Regions from separate parts of the Gossypium hirsutum genome. Here regions 1 and 2 are each linked to region 3. Evidence: chromatin contacts called from public Hi-C data. All regions are on one chromosome and are shown on one strand. The core of a region is the stretch at or near the end of the contact, and the rest is flanking DNA. Distances in the headings are between cores, read along the strand shown.

The links. A called contact is a pair of places that touch in the nucleus more often than the background predicts.
Region 1: a contact with region 3 is called in a Hi-C map of leaf, with 2.4 times the contacts expected there. The contact joins the promoter of LOC107908427 here to the promoter of LOC107908430 in region 3. A contact is called at or near these places in 4 of 34 Hi-C or Micro-C datasets (all in leaf).
Region 2: a contact with region 3 is called in a Hi-C map of leaf, with 2.1 times the contacts expected there. The contact joins the promoter of LOC107908434 here to the promoter of LOC107908430 in region 3. A contact is called at or near these places in 3 of 34 Hi-C or Micro-C datasets (callus, hypocotyl and leaf).

What each region holds. Positions count from the first base shown.
Region 1 is chrD02:41,512,827-41,516,132 of Gossypium_hirsutum_v2.1, reverse strand. LOC107908427 (putative 3,4-dihydroxy-2-butanone kinase) reads left to right here and starts at 1,486. Exons shown (of 20, transcript XM_041088633.1): 1 at 1,486-1,690; 2 at 2,349-2,422; 3 at 2,505-2,568; 4 at 3,203-3,306. The coding sequence starts at 1,651.
Region 2 is chrD02:41,242,205-41,245,193 of Gossypium_hirsutum_v2.1, reverse strand. LOC107908434 reads right to left here and starts at 1,508. Exons shown (of 4, transcript XM_016835596.2): 1 at 1,115-1,508; 2 at 955-1,037. The coding sequence starts at 1,286.
Region 3 is chrD02:41,370,798-41,373,824 of Gossypium_hirsutum_v2.1, reverse strand. LOC107908430 (protein FAR-RED ELONGATED HYPOCOTYL 3) reads left to right here and starts at 1,687. Exons shown (of 9, transcript XM_041088627.1): 1 at 1,687-1,922; 2 at 2,537-3,027. The coding sequence starts at 2,581.

The DNA.
Region 1 (3,306 bases), core at 237-2,736, 140 kb before region 3:
AGTTGTAATTGCTTATAATTATATAACGGCGATATGTTTGGATAACCATTGTAATTGATGGGTCCCACTAAATTGGGTGTAAGTAGAATACTCCAATTACACTTTCTAATTTTTTGAGGGGAGTGACATTGGACTAATTACTCCGTTAATTACACACAAATTTAATTTTAAAAAAAAATATTTTTATACAAGTTATAAATTTTATAATATAAGTATAATCGTGTATGAGTGTTTGTGATGATTATGGTAAAATAAAATTTAAATTATAAATCTAAAAATAATATATTATAAAAATAATTTGTGCATTTTATAAAATTACTAACATTTATATTATTTAAATACTAAAAAAATTCTAAATTTATGGCTAAAAGTTTATTATAAACAATGTTATAAAGTGTTATAATATATTTATTTATATAAAAATTATGGCTAAGTATGAATAGAAATTATTTATGTGTTCAAACTATATATTATAAAAATAATATACTTATTCATAAAAATGTTAGAGTTTTTTTTTATCATAACTTATTTATAAAAAATAACTTTATAAAGTTATGACAAAAAATATATATTATTTATAAAAATTGTTATGAAAGTTTTGAACAATTTATAAAGTCCTATAATAAGTCTTTCTCCAAATTAAGTTTATATAAGTTTTTATAATTAAACCTACAAACTATTTGGACGGGTAACCAAATATTTTAAGGTCGATGTTAATTATACAAATAGAAAATGTTTTCTTGCACCATATCGTGAGGGTATGATACCATTTGAGAGCTCACAAATTAACTAAATTAACAGCACCACCTTAGTATAGCATAAGAAAAAAAAAAGCAAGGTTGGATCGTATTAGCATGTTGCATATTTCATAATTCCAACCATAGAGGGAATTAAGACGATCCATACTTCGTAAAGTACATGAAAGAATAAGATCTTCAAATTCAGATGGTAATGAACTCGATCAATGATCAATAGATGATTAAATATTAAAAAAAGAATAACTCAACAAGTATACATTACAACAATTAGATAAAATTTCATATGATGCTTATTTTTTTGCTATTTTTATTAGTAATCGTGTTATCAACTACTTTTTTAACTAATAATACATATAATGATTTGATTTTGATTTTTGTTACTTGCTTAGAACCTGTTTTTATCATACATTCAAATTTTTATCATAGTTAATATTTTAAAAAATATAAATTATGTAATTTGTATTGCCAAACATGACATAAAGAATTACGATGTAATTACACTCTGTCAACCAACAACGTCAAAAGAATTACAATTCTTTATAATTACAAATTACTACACAATTACTTTGTGATCAAATAGATCCTAAATGAATTAACTTTGGTTCAAATGTTAAAAAATTCAAAAGAAAAGAAAGATGGGTGTAAATAGGCTGGTGGGCTGAAAAAAAAGAAGCCAACAAATGTAGAGAAAAGAAAAAGGAGGGAGGACATTTTGGTAATTGGAGGCGCAATTTCTTGTCCGGAGAAGTAACAACTGCCCAGGCTTAAGCAAAATGGGGTGTGCTCTGCAATTCTCAAGAGACTCCCCACCAAAAAAAAGTCCAACAAAATTAAACTCTCTCTCTCTCCCATCGGATCCCATATCTGAATTCCCTCAAACAAAACAAAGTTTATGGCTTTTCAAGGGAAGAAACTCATCAACAATCCCGACGGTTTGCTTTTTTTTTTCTCTTCTTCACCATTTCCTCCTCCCCCTATTACTCTAATATCCCCTCTCAATTTTCTTTTCCAACCATAAACCTACAAACTTAATTTTCTGTTCTTTTCTGTTACACACTTCTCTTCCTTTCTCTATCTCTTCATCTTCTTCTTTTTTTCTTTTTGAAGTTCACGATAGTATTTGCCCGCATTTCCTAATTTCATGTTTACTTGCGTTCGTATTGGGAAATTTTGGATTTTTTTATTGTTTTTGTGCTTTGCCCTTTGATTATCGTTTACAAAATGGATGATGCATGTAATTTTTGTATATTACTTGAATAGTAGTGTTTTTTTTTGTTTATTATTTGATTAGTTGTTTTATGTTTCTGTAGTTTCCTTCATTTGGTCTTGAGTAAATGAAAGCTGATAATGAAGCAAGGCTATTTGCTGAAATAGGGAAAACAAACAAGGGTTTAGAAAAGATTCTTACTGTTTCTTTTCCTAGATTTTCTGCGTTAATTACACTGTGTTGGGCTATATCAAGCTATATTTACTCTTTGTTTCTCATTTGCATTACTTTACCATGCTCTTTCCACCAACGATTTGCCAATTCTAGATTTCTGCTTTGTGAAGAAAACCAATTTTGAGGTTCTTTTGTTATGGTGTTGGCAGATGTGGTGACTGAATTTATTGAGGGTCTTGTGGAAACATATCCCGGACTCCAGTACTTGGATGGTTTCCCGGAGGTGATTTTGTTATCCGCTTTGCTTATGTTTAGTCAGTGAATTAGACTTTATAAACACAAACCGATAACTTGTTTGCTTCCAGGTGAAAGTTGTAATTCGTGCTGATGCTTCAGGTGCAACATATGACAAGGTTGCAGTCATATCAGGTTCGAGCCCTACAAAGCTGCTAACACTTGATATCTGTCTTAGTTTGTTCAAATTGAAATTGAAATTCTATACTTTGTTACCTTTAATACCTTTTAAGCTATGGTGATTTCTAGACAGCATTTAAAGCTGCAGTCACCTTTTGGCTTTTTTGTTTCTACTGATTTTTGCAATCAACTAGTTTAGTTTGCCCTTTGTTAGGTAATTTTGGGATCAAACTTGTAGTTTCCCTCAGCATGTATGCTCATTATTCTGACTGTCCAGAACCAATTATGGATTACTTGCAATGCATCATTGGGCATAAACTTTGAGAGCATGAATGATTCTTTTTTTCCTCGTCTCTACACTTCTCATTGAAATTTATTTTCTTTCCATGTAGCTACATATGCTTTACCTGTATGGCTTTTATTTATGTATATGGATATTCCATGTTACATCTTGTTTACTCTTCTACAAGGTTGTATTTAAAAATAAAATAAGTAAAGAAAAGGAATGTGAAAAGGTATACTGGGTTTTTCTGCCTTAGGAAATGATGGTCATTCCAAGTGATATTGGGTCTCTTGGAATCTACGTTGGCTAATAAAATTGTGAAAAATAGTACACTGCTAATTTTATTTAATATAATTTGTGACATAGGAGGTGGAAGTGGGCATGAACCAGCACATGCTGGATTTGTGGGAGAAGGGATGCTGACGGCTTCCATTTGTGGAGATGTTTTTGCTTCTCCTTCTGTTGATTCA
Region 2 (2,989 bases), core at 259-2,758, 130 kb after region 3:
CAATTCCCCATTTCAAAAGCAGCTAACAAAGAAAATAACCAAAACCATGATAGAACATGCTGTCTAGAAATAAGAAAGAAAAAACTACAACCTAAAAATAGCAAGGCAAGGAAAATGACTTAAAGCCTATAGACTCTAAAGCTAAGGTGACCAAAAACCTGAAGGAAGTAAATAAATCTGAAAATGATTTGATGTTCTAAGGGGGGAATTGACTCATAGCGCAAAAACTCCTTGTGCTCAACAAACATACAACCTGGACATTCCTTACATGTATATATATTGCAAAAAATATGGCTTGATGCAAAGCTTTTTGCAGTTTCGTGTTTTAAGAAAAAGAGATTACTTCAATAAATTCAAATTAAAATTTATCGAAAGTAATCATTATTGATGCTTTGAAACATGCATCCGATAAATGACTGTCAACAACCTGGAGAGAGAGATTTAATAGGTTTAAGCAGATTAAAGCAAGACATAAACATGCTTCTTATGAGGCTTGATAAGAAAAAAAAAGTGTCAATAGTCATATCAAAGGTTTAGTAATGAATATATGTGTTATAAATACTTTAATGGCAGAGCTTTGAGGTATCAAGAAAGAGGCTTGGTTTTTGCTTTATAGTTAGGATTGAATGTATCATCTTTTTCATCAAATCAAAGCAGTTTAATTCCATAAAATTACCACACCACTTCTCCTTTAAACTAAAGACATAAATAAAATCCCCAAAAGCCAATTGATTCTAGAATCAAAGTTCAGGCAATCATAATCAAACTAAACTATCGTAGCTAACTACAAATACTGGAAACGATATAGAAATATTCCAGCATCAAACATGTAGGAGTTATAACCACTTCAAAAACTTGAAAGACCCGAATAAGAACCGTAATTAAAAGATGATTAACATTCAAATAAGCTTGCTCATGTATTTGATAAAGAAATTCCCAAAATATAATACTTACGGATTTCTCATAACGATCTCTCTCGGCAGCAGTGCAGATATCAGAGGTGCACATCAAGCGATGTTCGTTCTTCCAGTAGATATCTGCACCCAAAAACTGAGAAACCTAAAACCCATTTCATTGAAGATTGAAAAGGCAAAAAAATGAATAGAGATAAAACCTAAGAGCTGGAATCCGGCAAAGGGGACAATAAAGAGGGTAGGCTGAAGAATGAGGGAGATGAGAGAGACGAAACGGTTCTTCAATAACTTAGGAGAGGGGAAGGTCAAGAGAAGAGCCAGGGCAGCCTCTGCTGCGACCACGTAGGTTAGGATCATCCACTGCAACGCCATTTCCTTTTGATTTGTTGCTAATTAATTTGGGTTTGATTTTTTTTTTTAATTTCCTTTTCGTAGGCTGCGAAATGCGAAAGACGGAGACTGTTGTCCGCGTCTACTTTGTTCTGCCTCGACTTAACGGTGAAGGAAACCGCTTGGCTTGATATTCATTCTAGAAGTTTCACTTCTCCTTCAGATGACGACTCAATGCGCTGGCGTTGACCATCTTTCCTGACCGTTTGATTTTCACATCATACATCAGATATTTATATATCCGAACCTAATGGCTTAAGTTGCAACTTGTTCAGTCAGTTAACCGACCCGAAATAATATTAATTGAATTAATTGATCGTTTAAAATTTTTAATCGTTAATCGAATCGAAATTTTTTGGTTAATTCAGTCGGTTAACCAAATTAACCGAAAATTATATATTTTTAATTTTTGGTTAAAAATTAACTGAATTAACCAAATTAATTGAATTAATCGAATTACCTTAATTATCCGAATTAGCCGAATTGAATCACAATATAATTAAAAACATTATATAAGTTTTTGAATCACTAACCTTACATAAGTCTTAAAATTAACACATAATTGAAATTTTATTTTTATTTATCAAATTATTTGTAATTTTTATGATTGGGTTGGGTTGGATACTTGGGTTTGGTTGGATTTAGATGAATAGTGGGCCTATTTATATATTATAATTTTATTTATTAATTTTTTCGGTTAAACCAAAAAAATTCGGTTAACTGACCGGTTTCGAACCGAATTAACCGTTAATCAAAAAATAAAAAAATAATTAACCAACCTTTGACCGAAAAAATTCGGTTAACCGACTGATTAACCGAATTTGGTCGGTTAACCGAATTTTTTCGGTTTTACCCAAATTTTACACACCCCTATTCCAAGGGTTGTGTTTACTTGCCAATAGATTCTTCGATATTTACACACTTGACTTTTATGTCGTTCGGGTATTTGAATATAAATTAAAATAGGCTTATATATTAAAAAGTTCCTTAAACTATAATCACTTATTCAAATAAGTCCTTATGGTATTTCTTTTTACTTAAATAAGTCTCTTTTCTTAAATTTATATCCATAAAAACCATAATCTTTAATTACTTGACTTTTTTAATGAGATGAAAATTAAATTAATAAATTACATGGAAATCAATTACTAATTTGGCTGGACACATAAGTAAAAAGTAAGTTTTATTTTTTAATTTTTTTTATCACAAATCTAATGGTGGTAAAAAATTGATGTAAATCTAAAGTTTATTAACATTATTTTTAATGATCGAGTTTTAGCATGATTGATATCAACATTTTTGCCAGAGTAGGTGTGAGTTTTGGTTGAGAGAAGTACATTTCTAGGCCATGCGATTTATCGTAAAAGTATTACAGTGAATCTTAATAAGGTGAAAGCAGTACTTGAATGGAATCTGCCAAAAAATGTCACTGAATTTTGTAGCTTTTTGGGGCTAGCGGTCTACTATAGAAAGTTTGTAGTTTGTGAAAGGCTTTTCATTATTGACAACTTTTCTCACTCGATTGTTGAAAAATAAAGAAAAGTTTGAATGGACTGATGAGTATCAACAAAGTTTTGCAAAGTTGAAAGCAGTCTTGACTAAAGCTCAAATTTTAGCACAACCAGAACCTAGCGTATAGTATACTATTTATACTGATGCTTCACTGAATGGTCTTGGATGTGTGC
Region 3 (3,027 bases), core at 438-2,937:
TTTTCCGTAAAAAACTCACAAAATTTTCCCTCTCTTTCTCACCATCCAATCACCACCAAAATCCAAATACACAAGTTTCAAAATTTTCCTCTACATAATCCATGGAAGCCTCTTTGAGTTATTTTCCTTTCCAACCTTTTTTGAGTTGTTTTCCTTTTCACTTTGAGTTTTTTATCACTCTTGAAGTTTTTACCTGATCAAGAATGCAAGATTGAAATTTTTTATGTTTGAAAAACATGTTTATGGAAAATCTTGTACCCCAAGACAGAATCAAGGTTTAAAATAAAATCTTTGAAAAACTTTTTCGAATATTACAAAAACTTGCAGAATACCAATCGGCTACACAATTTCAAAAACAATCTCAGAAAAAAATAAAAACTATCAGAACATTAATCGGCTACACAATCTCAGAACAAAAAAACTTGCATGCATGTTAAGCTTTAGGGGTTTGGGGGATTTTAGGCTCAATTTTTTACTGACAAAAGGAGGAGGCTCCGATGATAGCGGCCTCACCTAGGTTTATCCCTTAAGCCGTGAGAAGGTCACTATCTCCATAGATTTGTTGAGCCCTAAAAGAAGAGAAAATTTTGACTATTTAGGTTTCTAATTTTTTCTTGAAATAGAACAAAAGAAAGGTTTTTTAGGAGAAAAGAGAGCAAAAAGCAAAGGACGGAGGAGAAAGAAAAAAGGAGCAGTATTTACTGCTACTGTTGTTTCTTCATTGCTGGTCTGAACATTGGGGAAATTGGAGGGGTTTGAGGACGAAAGAAGAAAGAAAGAAGTGTAGAAGGCACACCCAAAAAAAAGAAAATAAAAGAAAAATGAGAATGAGGGAAAATTAAAAACAAAAAAACAAAAAGAAGGCCAAATAGGATGCCACATGGCAGCATATGATTGGTCAGTGCTACCACGTCAGCAAAAAATTAACGCCATTAGTCTCAGGTATCAAACTAGTGGAGGGAAAAAATGTTCGGGTACCAATCTGAGAAAAAACCAAACTATAAGTACCAATATGGGAGAAGTGTATAAGTTTGGGTACTAATATTATATTTAACCCAAAGCAAATTTATTCCAAAAAAATAAGGGTAAGTTTGCTATAGATAAATGTTAAAGGGTTTTTTCTTGACATTATACTTTTTATTTTAAAAAAATATGATTTATTAAAAGATATATTGGTCATTCCAACATTTTAAAATTTTTATTAAAAAATCTATTAAAGGATATATTTATCATTTGATCATTTTTCTTACTTATTATCCTAAAATGAACATAAGAATATCGTTTACTTACTCATTCTATTTCATCCATAGTTATACTTTCAATTACAACTCTATTTTATTTGCACAGAATAACTATTGTTGTATAGTTTCTTTCCATTCTTGCGAATAAAGGTGTATGCAAGAGAAAAAAAAGGAAGAAGAAGAATAATAAATAGGTGGAAATTTAATGCGAAGTGACCATAAAATAAAATTTTAAACATTGGTAAATAAATTGAGAATTTTTTCCCATCAGAAAAACCAAAATTGAAGGCTACGAGAGACGATGGTTAAAGGAGGTTAAGATTTGAGGGCTTATTTTGCTTTTGAGCCGAAATCTGTTAGATCAAATGGGTTTTTATCTCTTCGTAGTAGTAGTATGGATGGAGTTGAGGCCCAACACAGAAAGCAAAATATTCAACATTAAAAGAAAAAGCAGACTAGACTATTAAATAATAATAGGATTAGCTTATTTTACTCATAAAATGGGCGAGTGAAAGCGAGAACAGAGTCTGAGATCCCCAAATTGGCGAGTGAGAGAGAAAAGCGAGTGGAAGGAAAGCAGGAAACCCTAAATCCCCCCCCTCAACTCTCTACGCGCCCTTAACCCCACTCGCCTTCGGTTTTCGCAGAATCATCACTCGTTCTATTTCACCTCCACTCCAGGTGTTCCTTTATTTTAATCCCCCCCAACTATTTTGCTTTCCAATTCTGCCTTTTGAATTTTCGCAATTTCTCTGTTCTTTTTCTTTTAAATTTTCGATTTCGATCCCATCACCCCCAAATTTATTTTCGTTTTCTTTTTTCTTCTGTTTTAATAATAAAATTATATGATTGAAACATTCCCAATTTTATTGAATTCTGTATTTGTGATTGATTTTCTGGGTTCATCTCTTTCGAAATTATTTGGTCCCATGAATCTTAGTTTGCTGATATCATATTATTAGTTGCTTGCCTAATCTTGTTAGCTAATTTATGGCTAAAATCCTTAAAAGTTGTTAAAATTGTAGCCTTTTTGTTCGTTTGGAGTGTTGGTATTAGGGAAAAGGTCTTCATGTATCAACTTATAGCTAAGGAAATTTGAAATACCCATCATATATGTAGCTTTGGGATTTGCTTCCTTTATAGATACATGTATATCCAGGATTGCCCAAGAGCTAAAGCGGACTTCAATTAGTTTGTCTATCTTTTATAATTATAGTAGGCTATTGTGAATTGCTTTTTGTCATGGGTTCTTTATGCTGACATGATGGCGTCCTTCTACATCTTAATTTTTTCAGGTTCAGTCAGGAAAACAGTTAGTTGAAGTAAACAAGTTTCAATCATGGACATAGATCTTAGGTTACCTTCTGGTGAACAGTGTAAGGAAGATGAAGATGCAAATGGAATTGATAATATGCTAGATGGTGATGAATCACTGCATAATGGAATGGTTCAAGTTGTAGGAGAGGCTTTGCGTGCTGAAGATGGTGGGGAAATGCATTCTTCTGCTGTGGATATGGTGACCTTCAAGGAGGATACGAATCTTGAGCCACTTTCTGGTATGGAGTTTGAATCACATGGAGAAGCATATTCATTTTATCAAGAATATGCTCGGTCTATGGGATTCAACACAGCTATACAAAATAGCCGCCGTTCGAAGACTTCAAGAGAATTTATTGATGCAAAGTTTGCCTGTTCTAGATATGGGACCAAAAGGGAATATGACAAATCCTTTAACCGGCCACGAGCTAGACAAAGCAAGCAAGACCCTGAAAATGCAACCGGTCGG